2 separate regions of the Mus musculus genome follow, and region 1 is linked to region 2. A link is a contact called in public promoter capture Hi-C data. All regions are on one chromosome and are shown on one strand. Each heading gives the region's core, a stretch centred on a gene start, on an enhancer-like site or on the middle of the called end of the contact. The rest is flanking DNA. Distances are from core to core; before and after follow the strand shown. Region 1 holds the start of Lst1 (leukocyte specific transcript 1). Region 2 holds the start of Rxrb (retinoid X receptor beta).

Region 1 (5,930 bases), core at 3,099-5,598, 1.2 Mb after region 2:
CCCCCTGAGATTCGTGTGCAGGAGGGGACTACTGCCTCCCTGCCCTGCTCCTTCAATGCCATCCGAGGAAAACCGGCCACTGGCTCTGTCACATGATACCAAGACAAAGTGACCCTGGGGATGGAGTTGAGCAAAGTGACTCCAGGGTTCAGAGGCCGCTTGGTCTCCTTTTCTGTTTCTCAGTTCATTAGGGACCACAAGGCAGGGCTGCTCATACAGGACACCCAAAGCTATGATGCTGGAATCTATGTGTGCAGGGTGGAGGTGCTAGGCCTGGGCGTCAGAATGGGAGACAGGACTCGGCTGCTGGTGGAGAAAGGTGAGGTGGTGGGAGATCCCCCAAGATGCAGTGTTACTGGGAGTTAGGGATGGTCCCCTGCTCTGAGCTCCCAAATTCCTTCCTCTCCACCGTCTCCACGTCCTGCTGTAGGGCCTCCTCAGCAAGCCTCCAACACAGAGCAAGAGGCTCACACAAGTCTCCTCCTCCGGGCTGGATTCTACGCCCTCAGCTTTCTCTCTGTGGCCACGGGCAGTACCATCTATTACCAGGGCAAATGTGAGTTGCTGAGCAGGGGCAAGGGAGCAGAAATGGGAGGGGACAGATTGCAAGAGGAGAGGAAAGCTTCAGGCCTGTAACTCTGAGCAGCCCCTGCTATTTCTCCTAGGTCCCTGTCACATGGAAATCATGGACACTCCTCCCGCAGCCTCTGAGAAGTGATTCTAAGTCTCAATGATCTAGCACTCTCAGGAGGCCAACAATAAGTCCTTACCCGCTCCTCTCTCCTACTTAGGACTCTCATATTTTCTTCATTCTCCAGTCTCTCTCTCTCTCTCTCTCTCTCTCTCTCTCTCTCTCTCTCTCACACACACACACACACACACACACACACACACATCCCTCCACCCTTAGCTCTCCCTTCCTACCCGGGGACCACAAGCTGTTTACTGGCTTTCTGCAGGTGGGAGGGTGAGCCATGGGCTGGACACATATAGAGAAGCCTGATGCAGAAGTGGGGAACCAGACTTTACTAGATGACCATAGTGTGACTGAGCACGCACCCAGGGCGAGGAGAGCTTTTGGGGGCACTCAAGTGGGTGTGCTCCTGGCGATGCAGGCATAGTCAGTGCTGAGGTCTTCTTTCATGTCTGTGATATCACTACTGGACACTGGCAGCTGCTGGAGAGATGCATAGTGGGGCTCCTGCCCTGAGACCTGGGCCTGGCAGTGCAGAGGATGATGTGAGGACCAGGGGTACTGTCACACATCCTTCCCCAGCCTGGCCGCAGCTCCCACCTGTCTTTCTCCCTGTGTCTCCACTCTTTTTTTTCTCAGTCTCTCCTCTTTATATCTCTTGAACCTGTTTTCGCTTACTTTCCCTCTTTCTTTGTTTCTATATAAGTGTGTCTGCCTGTGTTGTATAGGCCCTTAAGTGGATGTTTGGACATCAACTTTCCAACTGTTTCTACACATTATTTCTATCTATCCATCTATCTATTTTGAGACAAGGTCTCTCACTAAAACTGGAGTTTGCCATTTCCACTAGGCTGGTTGGCCAGGGAGCCCCTAGGGCTTGCCTGTCTGTACCCCACAGTACTGGGGTTCCAGGCACAAGCTACCATGCCTGACTACAGCAAATACTTTCTCAGAACCTCCTCTCTCCCCCACCTCCTTTACTTACTTTATTTATATGAGTACACTGTAGTTGTGGTCAGACACACCAGAAGAGGGTATCAGATTCCGTTACAGATGGCTGTGAGCCACCATGTGGTTACTGGGAATTGAACTCAGGGCCTCTGCAAGCACAGCCAGTGCTCTTAACTGCTGAGCCATCTCTCCAAGCTCCAAACTTCCTCTTCTATTGAGACAGGGTCTCATGTAGCTCAGGCTGACCTTCAACTTAATATGTAGTGAAGGACAGACTCCCTGCCTCTATGTGGGATTTCAGTCACATGCCAGCGCTCTGGTTTTATGCTGCGCTGGGAATCAAACACAGTTCTACACCCGCTGGATAAGGACTGTTAACTAAACCACACTGCTAGCCACGCCCACGCCCCACCCACTTTGCTTTTGTTGTTCTTTTGAGACAGGGCGGCTCCTGTAGTCCTGATGGAACTCTTCTCTCTCGTTTTGTTTGTTTGTTTGTTTTTTAATTTCCTCTCTCACTCACTTCCTCCTCTCTACGTCCTTCTGGAGTGTTTTATATTCTTATAAACACACAATTCCCTCCCTCTCTTCTGGTTGCCTCTTTTTCTGCCTCTTTCATTTTCTCGTTCCTGCTACTTCCTCTTCCCTTTTCTCTCGGCTCCACCCCTTCATCCCAGCCCCACTCCCTACGTGGGTTTCCCTCGTCCCCTCACCCCCTGCCCGCACACCCTCCCACCTCCAGCCCCCCTCCCTCGCCCCCTTGCCCCCAGCCGCCACTTCCTTCCCCGCCCCTTCATCTGCTCCACCCCTCACCCTTCCCCCTTGTCTCCTCGTCCCCCCAGACTCACATTCCTTTCCAGTCTCTTCACTAGAAGAAAAAAAAAATGGTTCAGTAAGACCCCTTCCCTGACCCCCCCCCCCGCCAGAATGGCACCCCACATTGGCTCATCCATCCTAGGACAGCACCTCTCATTGAATCTGCTACCTCAGAATAGCACCCCACCCCAGGCCCCCAACGCCAGAGCAGCAGGTCTCCACCCCAGAACTGCCTTCCACAACACACCTACTGGAGCCCCACCCCTCCAACCTCGCTGGTTGCCATAGGAACCACAGCCAAAACCTGGGTCTTTTGGACAACTCTGGCCTTTTCTAGCAGTAGGAAGGGTGTGGAGGGCAAGCTGTGGGTGACCGAGATGCTCTAGGGCTTACCTCTCTGACTGAACCGGCACAAGCAGATGAACAGGATGATGACAAGCAGGAGGAGGAGCCCTCCCAGTCCCAGGCTCCCATTTAGCAGGAAATCATCTGGAAGGAGTATCTCTGAGAGGGTTTTTTTTTTCCCCACCAATTTCCCAACCTCCTGGTTAAATGTAAGTTTCCTAGCTTCCTATATTTTTCCTGGGTCCCCCTTCCCCAATTTTTTATTTTATCCTATCTTCCTCTCCCCGATCAATCCTGTTTTCTATTTTTTGACAATTTCATACATATATAAAAAGTCTCAGCCGGGCGTGGTGGCGCACACCTTTAATCCCAGCACTTGGGAGGCAGAGGCAGGCGGATTTCTGAGTTCGAGGCCAGCCTGGTCTACAAAGTGAGTTCCAGGACAGCCAGGGCTATACAGAGAAACCCTGTCTCGAAAAACAAAACAAAACAAAACAACAAAAAAAAAGTCTCTTGGTCATTTCCAAAGCCCTTTCTCCCTCTCCCCCCTCCCAACCCATGTCTCTCCCACCTTTCTGTCACTTTATGTTGAGAGTCTCATGTATCCTGGGAGGCCTTAGATTCTCCTAGTAGCCGAGTATGCTTGACTTTCTGATCCTCACACCCCTGTGTCGTGTCTTAAGTGCTAGCTTGGCAAGAGTGTACTACCATGGCTGTTTTATGTGGCTCTGGGGTCAAAGCCAGGACCCTGCTATCCTCTCACAGTTTAAAATACAGGAAAATATACTCTAGGAGATTTTGAGGGGGGGGCGGTGTTGTATTTTTGTATTAGTTTTTGTTTGCTTGTTTTGTTTTGTTTTTAAAGACAGGGTTTCTCTGTGGAGCTCTGGCTGTCCTGGAACTCTAGACCAGGCTGGTCTTGATCTCACACACAGAGATCCTCCTGCCTCTGTCCGCCATCCCAACCCCTCCGGCCCTCTTGCCCCCTCACTCCCACCTCCCCCCACTCTGGGATTAAAGGTGTGCACCACCACTGCCTGGCTTTTTTTTTTTTTCTTTCTTTCTGCAGTATCTTCTATAGTTTAGGCTGCTTCCAAATTTCCTGAAGCCTCATGCAGAGACAAGTCATGTCCTTGATTTCTAGTCCTTCGGACCACCCCACCTCTCTGGTGCTGGGATTACAGGAGACACTATAACCCAGGGCTTCGTGCCTACACATTCATTACCCAGACATATTTGTTACCCAGACTTCAACTTCTCACTTCCTCTAGAGATTCACCTACCGGGTTACCTCTCCTGACTATGCTCACTCCCTACTGTTTCCGGGTCTCAGGAGGCCCCTCTTCCACCTGTACTGCCTCATTCTGACCACTTCTCCTAATCCTGAACCCTGCTTTTCTTCCCTCACTCTCCAGCCCTCACATCCCTCCCCTTTCCGAACGGAGGGGTCCCTACTTACTGGTTGTGCAATTGTTACCAGATCCCATTGTCATCAGACATAGTCCAGGGACTGAGAACAGGCCTGAAGGTCAAGACTAAACTAATCCCTCTTCTGCTGGGCTTAATAGCTTGGGTTAGTCACGTGCCCCCAAGTTCCCCATCTCTGAGGCAAGGGGCCCCTTTACAGTCCTCATCCTCACTGGGCTGGGGATTTTATGTTTGTCTTTTTCTCTTTTTTGTTTTTTTGGCTTTTTTTGGAGACAGAGTTTCTCTGTGTAGCCCTGGCTGTCCTGGAACTCACTCTGTAGACCAGGCTGGTCTCAAACTCAGAAATCCACCTGCCTCTGCCTCCCAAGTGCTGGGATTAAAGGCGTGTGCTACCACTGCCTGGCTTATGTTTGTCTTAACATATTGTGGTACCCATTTTCCAGGCCAGGAGCCCGAGATTTTAACAAGGAAAGCCCAACGCAGCCCTATTGGTAGAGATGGATCTCTGTGAGTTCAAGCACAGCCAGAGCTACACAGTGAGACCCTGTCTCAAGAAGCGAACAAAAGCCGGGGCGTGGTGGCGCACGCCTTTAATCCCAGCACTTGGGAGGCAGAGGCAGGCGGATTTCTGAGTTCAAGGCCAGCCTGGTCTACATAGTGAGTTCCAGGACAGCCAGGGCTATACAGAGAAACCCTGTCTCAAAAAAACAAACAAACAAACAAACAAAAAAAAACCCAAAAAAATAAAGAAGCAAAAGCCAAGGGAGACTCAGAAGTAGCAGAGAAAGTGTTTAGCTGTATTGCCCCCTCCCATTTACTCTGCCCCAGGCTGATGGGGGTGGGAAAGGCAGCGGGGGGGGGGGGCACTTGGAGGAAGCTGGAAACACTGCTCAATCCTGAATGCTGGTGAGAGGGCTGGTGAAGGCAAGGGAGCCAGGGTCTGGAGTAGTTGTGGGAACCACTGGGAAACCAGAGAGAAGGGTGCCCTTTCCCAGGAGGGAGGACCTTATTTGGCTGGTGTGGAGTAGTGGCTACCAAGAATGCTTTAACTTCCCCTTGGGTACTTCCTGCCCTTTAACTGCTGGTTCCTGTTTGAGGGTAGATAGAGGCCCCTCACTTGAGGGACAACAGCGTGAAACTCAGAACCTCCCAGTTATAAGGGGCATGCTGTAGGTTTGAGGGACCCCTGAGGAGCTGTGATGAATCAGGGACAGAACAGATTATTATTAGTAGTTATTATTATTAGCAGAATTTTGCTATGTAGCCCAGGCTGACCTGAGGCTCACCATCTTCCTGCCTCAGCCTGCAGAGTATACGGCGGGCCACCACTTTCAGCTGCAGCTTCTTTTCTTTGGAAAATGAAGGCACAAGAGCTCAGAGGGTAGGGTGTGAATGCAGATTCCTTCGGGTTCAGGGAACTCCAAATCCATAGTCTGGCCTCCATTTATCCCAGCAGGTTTCCCGTCTCATCCCGGATCTCCACCCACTCCCCGCTGACCCAGACTCTTGGTTTACAGTGGGGACACATTCAACTGTTCAGAGTGGAAAGAAGCTCCCCACCGCAGGCATTCTGCCCCTCCCGCAGTTTTAGCCTCTTTCCACTGCCTCTGTGCCTCCTTGCATCTAGGAGAGGAAGAATAGCCATTGGGAGATGGTGTTACATCTTTCCTTTGAGATTCCTAGATATCATTAGGGT
Region 2 (6,066 bases), core at 2,153-4,652:
ACACACGATTGATGTCTACCCCAGTCCTTCTGCCAGGTCTTCCCTGAAGCCATCACTAACTAGTTCAGAGGGAGATGGGCCTTGGAGGGACCCCTGCGGCACGCTGGCGCTGAGAAATCGTAGATTAGGGACCATCGGGTAGGCTACCGTCTTCCCAGTCTTCTTCATGGTCCCATTGATTTTTCCAAAAGCAACAACGCTGCTGGGCAGTCTCCCACTCCGTGGTCCTTCTGGCCTCTCATGCTCCGTATGATCCTCATACCTCTAAGGCCTCAAACAGAGGCTCTGCTAATCTCCAAGGCTGACACTCCTTCTGGCATTAGCACTGGCCAGGACTACCAACTGCCTTTATTAGGAGTTAGGGGAAGGACAGGTCACCTCACCCCTCACTCAAGATGGGCAATCAGTACCATCATGGCAACACCCCCCAGCAGCCCCAGCACCTCCAACAGTGACTGCAGTGGAGATGCCTCTCTCAATAGCTCAGGCAGCACAGACACTGTTGCTACGTAGATAAATCCGCCTGCAGTGAATGGCAGGACCCAGCCAGGACCTGCACCACCTGCCACGTCACTGTCCACTGCCCCTCCCTCGGTGAGAAGGGCACAGGCAGTGCCTGCCAATGCTCCAATTGCAGTCACGAGTTGCAGACGCATCGCCTGGTGGGCAGAAAAGAGAAAGATATGACTGTCGACAGCTAAAATTAGGTGGGAGCAGTGTTAAGGAAAGGAGGGTCTGGGGAGAAGGACCCACAGGTAGTGCTTGCTGCACAAGCACGAGGACAGGAATCTGGGTCCCAGACACCAGCTCCAGGAAGCAGTCAGATAGCTGTCGCCTGGGGCTCCCTCGATAGCTAATACGTAGTCAATGACTCTGCCTCAGGACCACACCTAAGGCCCGCAGCCCCCCAAAACAGCCAGGTTGAGGAGGGAGTACTAGAACAGACATCTCCTGAGAACCTTAAGCCATCAAAGAACTATACACAGGTGAGGACTGCAGCGTAAAACAGAGCAAGAGGTAAAGGCACGACTTTCCCTGACTCTAAACGGCTCACTGTAGTGTAGCTTGTTAGGAACCAAGGATGGGCAGTCGGCACCAACCTGCTTCTTGCTGCAGCCAGACTGGACCAGGATGGCAAAATCCCCAACCTCATGAGGCACTTCGTGCAGCAGGACTGTCATTGTGGTCAGGATCCCTAGCCCTCGGCCCCCACGAAAGGAAGCACCAATGGCCAGACCGTCTGTGAAGTTGTGTGCCAAGTCAGCAGCCAGATTCAGGTACCCAGACACACGCAGGTCTTTTTGCAAAGAGACAAGACAAAAATGATTGAGGGTGTCCATCAAGCCGGTTCACATACAGCCCCCCCCTCGCCCCCATTTCCTAGACTCCCACCGTCACCCACACACCCACAGCCAACCCATCAGCTCATCCCTTACCTGAGCCTGCTTTTTCTTCTTCAGGGCTCTGAGGTTTCACCGGGCCATCTCTGGGCCCAGTGTTTCCTCCTCTCCTTTTCCGCAACCCGCCCACTTCCTTCTCTTCCTCTGTGCTGGGCTTTTCCTTTGAAGAACACTCTGAGGGAGAACAGGAGTTGATCAGAGTGGGGAACAGAGCTTTCGCATGTGTCCTGCTCCACAGGGTGACCCTGAGTGTGTTACAGAGCAGGCAACGCGGGCTCACCATGTCTATCTCCATGGGTGTGACTGTCTCCATGCGCATGCCTGTCTCCGTGTCCGTGACTGTGTCCATGTCCTCCTTTCACGTGTCTCACAAATTTCTCCACCACGAGGAAGGCGACAATCCCACTGAGAACCCACAGCCCCACAGAGAGAATGGGGCCCTGGCCTGGAACGGAGGCAGTAAAGCATGAAGGGAGACGCAGACTCAAGTGTAAGAGGCGAAGCATGGGAATGGAGAGGTTGCCCTTTCCCAGCACACCAGTCCCTGGTTTTTCTCACCACTGTGGGAGTGTCCATGTCCAGGCTGCTCTGGAGCGTGGTGAGAATGAGGTTCTGCGGGAAGTGGGAGAAAAGGCTTGATGAGGGAATGCCTGGCTCAGGGGATGTGTGTTTGAAGACAACCGGAAAATCTGGGATCATTAAAGAGAAAGAACAAAACCGCTTAAGCCTTTGAGGCGGAGCCCACAAGTTACTTACCCAAGGCATGCGGGATGAGGTGGAGGAACGCATCACCCAGGAGCCCCCCGGAAGCAAAACTGAGCAGGATCTGGAGCAGAGAGCGGTGCCTGGGAGAGTTAGATTCTACTGGGATGAGGAACAGCACGAAGAACGGAGCTGCGGAGATCAGCACTGTGGCCCCCAGTGCCTGGTGGAGAAGCACAATCAGAAGGCAAAGATGGAGCTTCCCACCGATTAAGAACCAGTCCCTCTTCCCCACATCCCCTGGCGACTCACGTAGGCCCAGAGGGTGACAGTGTCCAGGTGGTGTTTGATGCCTGGAGCCCCAGCCTCCCTAGAAGTCCCATGGCTATGTTCACGATGGGCATGTCCATGTCCTCCGTGGTGGAGGCTATCGTGGGAGTGGCCATGGCTATGGCCATGGTGTAATTCCTCACGTGAGTGTCCATGGTCGTGGCTGTGGGCATGCCCATGCCAGATGCTTTCATGAGTGTGGCCGTGGCCATGGTGGAAATCTTCATGCGAGTGCCCGTGGCTGTGGCCATGGTGGAAATCTTCATGTGAGTGCCCGTGACTGTGGCCATGGAAGTCCTCTTCCACATCTTTGTGCAGGTCACCATGACCCTCGTGTCCGGCCACCAGCAGCCCCAAAGCCGCCCAGGTCAGCAGTCCCACAGCCACCCAGTGGGGGGCCCGCAGGCCCATGGTCATCACGCTGACCGGAGGAACAAGAGACGACTCGACTTGACTCTCAATCTACCTATTCGGGATCCGCGTCCCTTGAAGCCCTTCCTCTATACTACTTGCTCCGCTCTTACATTGTCCCCAAGGCCGGTCCACCTCATCCCCAACACCCTTCCTGGATGCAGCCCCCCACCCCCGACACCGCTCTAGCCTTTGATCAGCAACTTTACGGTCTCTCTGGGCCCGCGTCTCTATGGCCCACTGGTTGGGGTAAAGGCCTGGAAAGCGCCGTAAGGGAGCAGCAGGGACCTCTCACCGGCTCCGGGATCCTCTCGGTTCTCGGTTTGCTGGGACGTGGCACTCACGCCTCGAGCTCCCGCGAGATCCGGAAGCTCCCTTTCTTGCCTGCGCCCCGATACCTTTACCAACATGGCGGCGCCCCGAGGGCGGCGCGGCCACGGCGTCAGGACGCATGCGCAGAGCTGGGGGGTTATCCGAGGGGACGGCGGGCTGGCGGGCACCGCCTCCTCCGTTTCCACCTCGGCGAAGGGGCGGGAGCTCAAGGCGAGACTTCCCGTCTGTACAAAGATGGCGGCCGCGCCGGTGCTGTCATCTCAGTGCCGAGCCGAGCGCGGCTCTTGAGTCGCGCTGCCACAGGCCGCGGCCTGCTCGCCTCCGCGGCTTCGTCGCGGCCCCCGAGTCCCCCGCTGTCCCCCCTGCGCGTCCCTGGCGCCTCTCCGGCTTCCCCGCCCTCGGCCCGGGCGTCATGTCTTGGGCCACTCGTCCGCCCTTCCTCCCGCCGCGGCATGCCGCGGGGCAGTGTGGGCCGGTGGGGGTGAGAAAAGAGATGCATTGTGGGGTCGCGTCCCGGTGGCGGCGGCGGCGGCCCTGGCTGGATCCCGCGGCGGCGGCGGCGGCGGCCGGAGAGCAGCAAGCCCTGGAGCCGGAGCCGGGGGAGGCTGGCCGGGACGGGATGGGCGACAGCGGGCGGGGTGAGTGTCCCGTGGGCCCGGGCCGGCGCCCCTCGCGCCCCCTCCCCGCGCTCCCGCCCCCTTGTTTGTAAACACGCGCCCTCGACGTCCCGAGGCCCAGCGCCCTCCCCCGGGGCGGGGCGCGGCGGGGGAGCTTCCGCCCTTCAGGTTCGGGCCCGCGGCGGGGCCTGCGTGCGCGGTCTCGGGCGTGGGAAGGACACCGTTCCCCGTGGGCTGGAGGACTCTGGGCATTCGAAGGCTGAGCTTACGCTCTGGGACCGGGTATTTCTGCCATACTCTTTGCCCCGAATGTTCTAAGTTGGGGTTGGACGAGGGGTTCGCTGCTACACCTCCACGTGCTGCTTCACAGCCCCCCCTCCCGAGGTCAGCTTGGGATGACCCAGTAGCCCCGCCTGACCTGCCTCCCTTTTTGTCAACCGCCTCCTCTCACGACTATTAGAAGTGAAATTGTTGTTTGGCCACTTGGTATTTCTGAACTCCAGGGTTGCGGGCTGTGGTGGGTCAGGGAGAATTAAAGTGTCCATTTGGATGATCAAAAGGCTCACTTTCTCTTCTTGTCTCTCCTGTCCGTGTGTGTCTGCCTTGTACGTACCCACTTCTCAGATTCCCGAAGCCCAGACAGCTCCTCCCCAAATCCCCTTTCTCAGGGGATCCGTCCGTCTTCTCCTCCTGGCCCACCTCTTACCCCTTCAGCACCTCCACCTCCAATGCCACCCCCGCCACTGGGCTCCCCCTTCCCAGTCATCAGTTCTTCCATGGGGTCCCCTGGTCTGCCCCCTCCGGCTCCCCCAGGATTCTCCGGGCCTGTCAGCAGCCCTCAGGTGAGAGAGAGGTTGTGGCCTGCTTATTGCCACTGTGCCTTCAGTTCCTTGTTCTCAACTTCTCACCCCCACTCCCCATCTTTGGGTGAACTTCCCCAAAACCCGTTGATCTTTCTAGTTCTCTAATCATAGCAAGCCTGTGGTCTCGGACCCCTTGCTCTTCCTGAAGGGGGTGGTCTGTGGGGGTGCATGCTTCATCAGCTCTGTTTTGAAAACAAACCCTAAGCCTGCAGGGAATATTTTTGATGTCCTGTTCAGCTCACGGTGGCTTTGCTGCCCTTTTCGCTTCAATATGCCTGCCCTTCTAAGACCTGTGCCCTTCAGGGCCACTGTAGCACAATTACAGAAGGGTGGACATCACTCTTGGTGTCACGTGCAAGGAAGGCCCTTTACGTTAGACAGTAGTGTCCCCAGTACCTTCTGGAATAGTACAGGGCTTGCTCACAAGCAGGAAGTGGTTTGCCTGACATATGAGAGTCTCCTGTGACTTCCCTGTCTCCCCCATCCCAGATCAACTCCACAGTGTCGCTCCCTGGGGGTGGGTCTGGCCCCCCTGAAGATGTGAAGCCACCGGTCTTAGGGGTCCGGGGCCTGCACTGTCCACCCCCTCCAGGTGGTCCTGGGGCTGGCAAACGGCTCTGTGCAATCTGCGGGGACCGAAGCTCAGGTATGGGGCTCAGCACAGCCGTAGAAGAAAAAAGCACGTCGGGGCTGTTTACCACTGCCTATGGGGCTCCCAAGGGTTCTTGAGGCTGGTCAGAGCAAGGAGGCCTATGGGACCTTTAGATTCATATCAGATGTGGAGAGGGGTAGGAGTGGGGGTGCTACATGGTTTCTGGTCACCGAAGACTGAGTCACCTTTTTGGATGAAACACAGGAAGGATTTAGACTATGTTCCCTCTCTGGGCAGATTGGTAAGAGACTCCCTAAGAAGGAGGTCTCCACAAAACTGTCTTAACTGCCAACCTTTCTCGTAGGCAAGCACTATGGGGTTTACAGCTGCGAGGGCTGCAAGGGTTTCTTCAAGCGCACCATTCGGAAGGACCTGACCTACTCGTGTCGTGATAACAAAGACTGTACAGTGGACAAGCGCCAGCGGAATCGCTGTCAGTACTGTCGCTATCAGAAGTGCCTGGCCACTGGCATGAAAAGGGAGGGTAAGGGCCTGCCCCGGCCAGGCCTCAGTCACAGGCCCTTCTCCAACCCTGTGGGAGAGCCCTGAGGAGGAACAGGGGAGACTGCTGAGGGCCCCATGGCCTCCATATCTTGGGACTTTGCTCACTTTCTCCTCCAGGGGGCGCAGTTGGGTTTCTCTTTCCTGTCCTCCACAGCTTGGTACCTCTCAGTGTCTCTGTCTCTGTCTCTGTCTTCATGGTTGCATCTCAGGGTTCATCCACCTCCCAGCAGAGTTTGGCCCTAGGGCGAGGTGAC

What was found. Capture Hi-C pulls out chosen DNA fragments and counts their contacts.
Region 1: a contact with region 2 is called in a promoter capture Hi-C map of adipose tissue, with 2.7 times the contacts expected there. The contact joins the promoter of Lst1 here to the promoter of Rxrb in region 2. A contact is called at or near these places in 2 of 39 promoter capture datasets (hippocampal neurons and liver), 1 of 484 Hi-C or Micro-C datasets (B cells), 2 of 115 datasets of contacts at active chromatin or transcription factors (embryonic forebrain and pancreatic cancer cells) and 1 of 9 other capture datasets (adipose tissue).

Annotation. Positions count from the first base shown.
Region 1 is chr17:35,184,092-35,190,021 of GRCm38.p6, forward strand. It overlaps Lst1 (leukocyte specific transcript 1), which reads right to left and starts at 4,349. Exons shown (of 4, transcript NM_010734.2): 1 at 4,266-4,349; 2 at 2,855-2,950; 3 at 2,494-2,513; 4 at 1,004-1,219. The coding sequence starts at 4,299. The coding sequence ends at 1,088. It also overlaps the pseudogene Ncr3-ps.
Region 2 is chr17:34,028,410-34,034,475 of GRCm38.p6, forward strand. Rxrb (retinoid X receptor beta) reads left to right here and starts at 3,403. Exons shown (of 10, transcript NM_011306.4): 1 at 3,403-3,814; 2 at 4,418-4,635; 3 at 5,146-5,302; 4 at 5,613-5,792. The coding sequence starts at 3,589. Slc39a7 (solute carrier family 39 (zinc transporter), member 7) reads right to left here and starts at 3,281. Exons shown (of 7, transcript NM_008202.2): 1 at 2,415-3,281; 2 at 2,157-2,325; 3 at 1,959-2,012; 4 at 1,681-1,845; 5 at 1,437-1,574; 6 at 1,101-1,297; 7 at 1-659. The coding sequence starts at 2,849. The coding sequence ends at 387.